Linked DNA regions of Arabidopsis thaliana: region 1 is linked to region 2. Evidence: chromatin contacts called from public capture Hi-C data. All regions are on one chromosome and are shown on one strand. Each heading gives the region's core, a stretch centred on a gene start, on an enhancer-like site or on the middle of the called end of the contact. The rest is flanking DNA. Distances are from core to core; before and after follow the strand shown. Region 1 holds the start of AT5G35530 (Ribosomal protein S3 family protein). Region 2 holds the start of EGY1 (Peptidase M50 family protein).

Evidence for each region. Capture Hi-C pulls out chosen DNA fragments and counts their contacts.
Region 1: a capture Hi-C map of seedling shows a contact between it and region 2, with 2.2 times the contacts expected there. The contact joins the promoter of AT5G35530 here to the promoter of EGY1 in region 2. A contact is called at or near these places in 1 of 26 Hi-C or Micro-C datasets (root) and 1 of 3 other capture datasets (seedling).

The regions. Positions count from the first base shown.
Region 1 is chr5:13,710,632-13,714,240 of TAIR10.1, reverse strand. It overlaps AT5G35530 (Ribosomal protein S3 family protein), which reads left to right and starts at 1,953. Exons shown (of 6, transcript NM_122944.5): 1 at 1,953-2,078; 2 at 2,167-2,314; 3 at 2,404-2,575; 4 at 3,325-3,379; 5 at 3,454-3,585. The coding sequence starts at 2,049. It also overlaps the pseudogene AT5G35535.
Region 2 is chr5:13,486,300-13,489,782 of TAIR10.1, reverse strand. It overlaps EGY1 (Peptidase M50 family protein), which reads left to right and starts at 2,189. Exons shown (of 10, transcript NM_122913.4): 1 at 2,189-2,572; 2 at 2,803-3,258; 3 at 3,347-3,483. The coding sequence starts at 2,237.

The DNA.
Region 1 (3,609 bases), core at 704-3,203, 220 kb before region 2:
AACTATCCTCAGATATCCTGAAGATTCTTGAGGCAGAGGACGAGTTGGAGCTTTTGCCTCTAATCTCCTCCCACGAGATTGGATTGATAGGTTCTTCTAGTCTTCTACTCTCTTTTCTACCAAGGAGGGGGCAGGACAGATGGGAATGATCCAGCTTGTAGCAGGATTTGCAATAATTTCTCAGCTTCTCGTAAACTAGGGAGGCTTCCACTTCACTCCCATCTTCAAACTCCACAATCGTCTTCAACACGAGGGGCTTCAGCCCATTTACTAGCACCCTCATTCGAAAGAAGGTAGACGAAACTTCAGTCTTCTCTAGAACTCCCACACTCTTCGCAATACTAACCAGGATTCCTTCAGACCAAAGATGAATCGACACACCTTGAACATTGATCCAGAAAGGGATCTGGGAAGGGAAATCCTTATCAATCGTCGGCTCCCAACGTTGGAAAATTATCATCCATTGCGAAAAATGGTAGGGTTGATACTTTAGGGCTCTAGCAAGGTCTTGCTCAGTCGCGAATTGGAATTGGAATAACCCATTCCCAAGATCTGCTCCAGTAGGTCGGGTGGAAAACTTCCAGTGGTCGGCTAGGAAAGGCAGTACTGCCCAGACGTCTTGTTCCGCCGGATTGGTAAGTCTGCCGATGGCCGTGAGGGCATGTCTGCGCAACAACTCAGAGTTGTCAAAAGCCGGGACTTTAACTCTCGGAGGGCGAGGAGGCCGGAAAGGGGGATCCAGGGTGGATCTGCGATCGCTAGGAGAGTAACGACGAGACATCGGGAAAAGGCGAGGAGATCTGGAAACTCGTCAGATCTGAGGAGCCTTCGGTAAGCAAAGGAGACTACAAGATGGGGGTAGAGGCGAGGAGGCGGAACTGAGGGGGAAGGTAGTCGCCGGAAAGGAGGATTAGATCGCCGGCAGAAGGAGATCTAGGGTTCCGAAGTAGCTAGCGAAAACCGTTTCGGAAAAGTCGCTTGGGAGCATCTTTAAATGAAAACTCATTATATGTTTAAATACTACTAATCCAATAAGATAATTTAAAAAACATTTCCTAATTAAATATAACAAATCTGCTTTATTTTATATATATGATATTATAAATATCAAATTAATGTGTTTGAATTCGAATTGGTTTGAATATTCTAAATTTATTTAAATAACTGTTAAAACATTTAATTAGACCATCTATTATGTTTGATAATTAAAATATAAAAATCTGTTTAAATATTTAAAAATAAAATTAATTACATTTTTGTTGAAATTAATTTTTGTTAGTTAACTTAATTGAATTTAAATTTAAGTTTTTATTAATAATTCTTTTAAGTTTTTCTTCTATAATTCTGATTTTGATAAAATTTATGTTTGTCTTATTAATTTGTCAAATTTGATAATTAATTTACATGTTAATAAAATATACTAAACCTTGACATACTATCTATACAACTATATATATTAAATATATAATTATAATAGTATCCATGTTCAAATGATACCAATAATAAATTTTGAAACTCTTAAAATTTATAAATTATACAAATAAACATTTATAGACAAATAAAATACCTGAAATTCGTAATATATATAAAGAAGTGAAACTGATAAACTAATTAAAGCATGAATATTGTGCGTAGCACATGTACCGTCTAATACTTTTTAAAATTCACTAAAAACTCTTTCAAAATCACGAACCAATAACATCATCGTAATTTGGAAAATGAAAATACTATCTTTTTTTTTTTTTTTTTTTGAACAGAAAAATACTATCTAAACTACTCTTGCTAACACAAGGAACGGAAATTATAGATATGAGACGTGATCGGGATAGCTAAATTCAATTCTCACTGTCACTAATTTTAATACGGGTGAAATGGTTTTATTTTCAGTCCCTTTATATTGTGGCTTGTCAATAGAAATGGGCCTTAAAAGGCCGGGCCTTGCTCTTAACTTTATTTAACCACACAATTTTATCATTTCACTCCTAACGCACTCTCTTCTCCGAATCTAGGGTTTTTGTCTCTAGCCTCCTCAAGCTTTGCAAACAATCATGGCGACCCAGATCAGCAAGAAGAGAAAGGTGATATCTTTTGCCCTCCCCTGTCTCTATCTCTCTACCAATGTATCGTATTCTAAGCTTAACACAAAAAAAGTTTTGAATTTTGTAGTTCGTAGCCGATGGTGTGTTTTACGCTGAACTCAATGAGGTTCTAACCAGAGAGCTTGCTGAGGATGGTTACTCTGGTGTTGAGGTTCGCGTCACTCCTATGCGTACTGAGATCATCATTAGAGCCACTCGTACTCAAAACGTTCTCGGTATGTTGGTGCATTTTCGTTAACCTTGCTCTGATTCGACCTTTTTTTGTTTCTATGATATCAATTTGATGATTCTCTGTTTGGTTTAGGTGAGAAGGGAAGGAGGATTAGGGAATTGACATCTCTTGTACAAAAGAGATTCAAATTTCCTCAGGACAGTGTTGAGCTTTATGCTGAGAAGGTTGCTAACAGAGGTCTTTGTGCTATTGCTCAGGCTGAGTCTCTTCGTTACAAGCTTCTTGGTGGTCTTGCTGTTCGTAGGTATGACGTGTTTCTATTGCTGCATCCTTTTGTAGCTATCATTCCGGTGTTGATTTGTTAGATTGATGCTTAAGACTGTGTGTTAATGTAGTGAAGTATCCTGAATTAGTTTAATGTCTCTTTCTGTTTTTGGCTTAAAGAATGGTGATGAAACAAATAGGAGATAATGGTACTTAGACTATGTGTTAATGTAGTTTATCTAGGTGGTGATCCAGTGTCGTTTTCTATCTGTGCATGATTAACAAACTGCGTTAAAATAGTGTTTGTGTGAAGTGTCCTGAATCAGTTTAAGACTTTGTTAATGTAGTGAAGTATCCTGAATCGATTTTCTGTATTTTTCTTTACATGGCTTAAAGCATGGGACAAATTAGAGTTTGCTATTTGTATGTTCGTGTAGACTTTGTGTTAATGTAGTTAAGCTATGTATCGGTCCAATGTCTGTATTCTATCCTTCGATTAAACAAACTGTGTAACAAGTGTTGCGTATTAGTAAACATGATTTGCCGCTGAAGTTATATTAGTGTTGGACTTGTTGTTAGCTGCGTCTATAGATCAGTGTAATTAGAAATCCTTTTATTCCACTCGTGATTATCATTCGGTTTGATTTTTAGTTGTCTAGATACCCACATCGAGTCTATCAGGCTTTCTATTATGTTACTTTAAATTTGAACTGTTCTCCTAAATATGGCTTTTATGCTTTGATCTCTTATGCTCAGAATGTTAATATTGCATGATATTTTGTTGTATAGGGCGTGCTATGGTGTTTTAAGGTTTGTTATGGAGAGTGGAGCTAAAGGATGCGAAGTGAGTGCAAACCTCTTTGTTTTCTGTTACCTTTCTTTCAGAATACCTCTATAGGGTTCTTATCATGTATGCAGGTCATTGTGAGTGGAAAACTCCGTGCTGCACGTGCTAAGTCGATGAAGTTCAAGGATGGTTACATGGTTTCCTCAGGTCAGCCAACCAAGGAATACATTGATGCTGCAGTTAGGCATGTTCTTCTTAGACAGGTCAGTTCTTCACAGTGGAAACCT
Region 2 (3,483 bases), core at 940-3,439:
TCATCTTTTCCATTCATTTGTGAATTGGTGGCAGGATTGGCTAAGCAGGGCCACCGATCGATTGGTAAATGCTCTTTAGAGAGTTTTAAGCTTCTGGAACAAATGTTTGTTTTGTATTGTTGGCATGATTGGCATGATTTTTTCCTCATTTTGATCATCTGTTAAAAAACCTAAAATCATACTTTGGCCCATTTTCATGAGGCGGCAATTAGTCGTATGTCCATGCTTTATAGCTTTATAATATTCCACTAGATTCTAACATCAGTTAACAAGACAACAATTTCCGATTTACGGTTTAAAGAGATCAAATCCTTAATTTTAACCCATTTCTTAGTCGTATTTAAACAATTAATTATTAGTTAATCCATATTGAATAAAGAGAGATTATGAAAACTACCCTGCTTTTGAGTTTTCATTTGAAAAATACATCTCTCTCTATTTTTAATAAAATAAATTGTAATTTTTAATATGTTAGATGACAATTTTATCCAGATTTAAAATAAAAGCTATTTTCTTAATAAATTAAAACAAAATTCGAAATTTAGAAGAAAAAAATTAAAATAAAATAAATTTGAATTCATAATTATGTTTTCAACTATTTTTTGAGATAAAGATTTATTTATTTTAGATATTTAAAAATTTAACCAAAATAGTGTCGAAAAATATTCTGAAGTCTATCATTTAATAAAACTTATTTGCTTTTTTGGACAAAATTTTGTTTAAAACTATTTAAGATAAGAATTAAATTTGACTTCTTAAATATTTTTTCAACTATTTCTGAGATAAAAAATTTATTTATTAAAATTTAATAAAATAATATTTTTAAATATTTAAAAAGTATCACTTAGTAAAGTTTATTTTTTACTTTTTAGACAAAATTTTGTTTAAAAATATTTAAGATAATAATTATTCTTAAAATTATTAAATACATCAAATTTTAATTTATGATTTTTTTTTCTGTTTTAAGTTAAAAACGTTTTTCAGTTATTCTTAAATTTTAATGAGACTATTTTAGTAATTTTGTATATTAAAAATTAATTGTTTAAAAAGAAAAAAAAGAGAAGGTATTTTTCAAATGAAAACTCAAAAATAGGGCATTTTTCCAAATTTACTCTTTAATAAATCTGAAATTAATAAATAAATAGAATTAATTAATAAAACAAGTCCCGGCTAATTGAAAACAAAACTAAATTCCGGTTAAGAATTAAAGAAAGCTAAATATAATTAAACCAAACAAGTCCCGGCTTATTGAAAACAAAGAACCAAACATGTTTTTTAGGCATCATCAAAATCACTATTTAGGATCGTAACCGAACCGTTTCTAAACCGTAACTGTAAAATAGATTAGTAGGATTAAAAAGATATACTTACTGTAACTTTTAATTAACAGTAACAGTTTCAAACCGTATAGTTAAAACCTTTAAAATATAGTTGTATTTGTGTATATACAAAGATAAATATCGAATATTCCGATTTTTTTATTTATAATAAAAGTAAACCATACCACATATGAAGAAATCTATGCTAGAAAAAGATAGTTTTTTTTCCAAAGAAATATGTAGTAATGCTACATTGCTAAAAATCAAGATATTTTTGCCTACAATATACTTTTTCATCTTATTAAAGTACTGGATACTTGAACAATTTCTCAAAGTGAGATTTTAACCTCAAATAAATTGTATGAAACCGGTAAAGATAACTCGATGTAGACCTCAAATACTGGATACTTGAACAAATTACTTTTTCATCAAATAAATGGAGATTTTGCCTACAATATACTTTTTCATCTTATACCCTAACCGGTATGGTCTGTGCACGAATCTTTACGTACAGCTCTTAAAAGAAAGTCCAAAACCAACATGACAGTCTGATCATACATAAAACATTCCCTTTATGACTTAACCACTTGACCATCCATCCTCGCTTGGCTAAGTTTCTTGATTATTTCACTTAGTCATGACTCATGACTTATCCTTCGTCATTCAACCGATTCGAACTAAATCACTTAACCATTTATTTGAGGTGATTGATGATTCAATAGACCGGTATCGATATCGTGGAATATATGTGTCAATTGTATGAAACCGGTAAAGATAAACCGATATTTGAAGCCAAAGATAGTAAACCGAAATCAAAATGGCCAATGAAACCGGTACAAAACCGGTAGAAGATAATCCAATCTTTAAAGCGCTCCCACATAAACGTTTCCCTTATCTCTCTCTCTCTCTCCACTCCAATGGGGACTCTCACCAGCGTCGCTTTTGCCGCTGCCGTTAACATTAGATTCCGATCATTTCACCGGGAAAACATTAAGACAACAATTACAACTCTGCCCAAATGGCAAAAGAGACTCTGTTTCTCTTCTACAGAGGATTCTCATAGATTTAGGATTGCAAAGTGTTTAGGCAATGACGAAAACAGTAACAGAGACGACAGTATCGGAGAAAACGGAGAAACCCACAAGTCTTCGGTTGTTAAAACGGCAACGTTTGAAGAAGAAGATGAAGAGACAAGTAAGAGTAGCTCTACTACTAGCAGCAGCAACGAGTTCGGTTCCGACAAGACTTCAATGGTACACACACACACAATTATCTCTGACTTATGTTCTGTTTTGTCCTGTTTGGTGGTTACCAAAATCAAAAGCAAATCTTTTTAATGGAAAATTGAAAACGTTGAGTTCAAGGAAGGGACTGTAACACATTTTATGAAATTGCTCGATTTCGTAGGTTGTATTTTGGTTATTAGTATCAATCTCTTAAACACTGTGTTACTAAGAGTACAAGTTTGTGTCTTTTTCCTCAGCCATCAACTATTGATCCAACATATAGTAGCTTCCAAATAGATTCGTTTAAGCTAATGGAGCTTCTTGGACCAGAGAAAGTAGATCCTGCAGATGTCAAGTTAATAAAGGACAAACTTTTCGGTTATTCGACATTTTGGGTGACGAAAGAAGAGCCATTTGGGGACCTTGGGGAAGGAATTCTCTTTCTTGGGAACTTGAGAGGAAAGAAAGAAGATGTTTTTGCAAAACTTCAGAGAAAACTAGTTGAAGTTGCTAGTGATAAATATAATTTATTCATGATTGAGGAGCCTAACTCAGAAGGACCTGATCCTCGCGGTGGTGCTCGTGTTAGCTTTGGTTTGCTTCGTAAAGAAGTTTCGGAGCCTGGACCAACTACACTCTGGCAGTATGTGATTGCTTTAATATTGTTTCTTTTGACTATTGGTTCCTCTGTGGAGTTAGGAATTGCTTCTCAGGTACATGTTTTTCGCTAAAGCACGAACATCATGATGTCGTTGATCTGTTATTCTTTAATGCAATAATGGAAGTTACTTGATTTAACAGATTAACCGCTTACCTCCTGAGGTGGTAAAGTATTTCACCGATCCAAATGCTGTTGAACCACCTGATATGGAGCTGCTGTATCCATTTGTAGATGCTGCATTGCCTTTAGCTTATGGTGTATTGGGAATTCTTTTGTT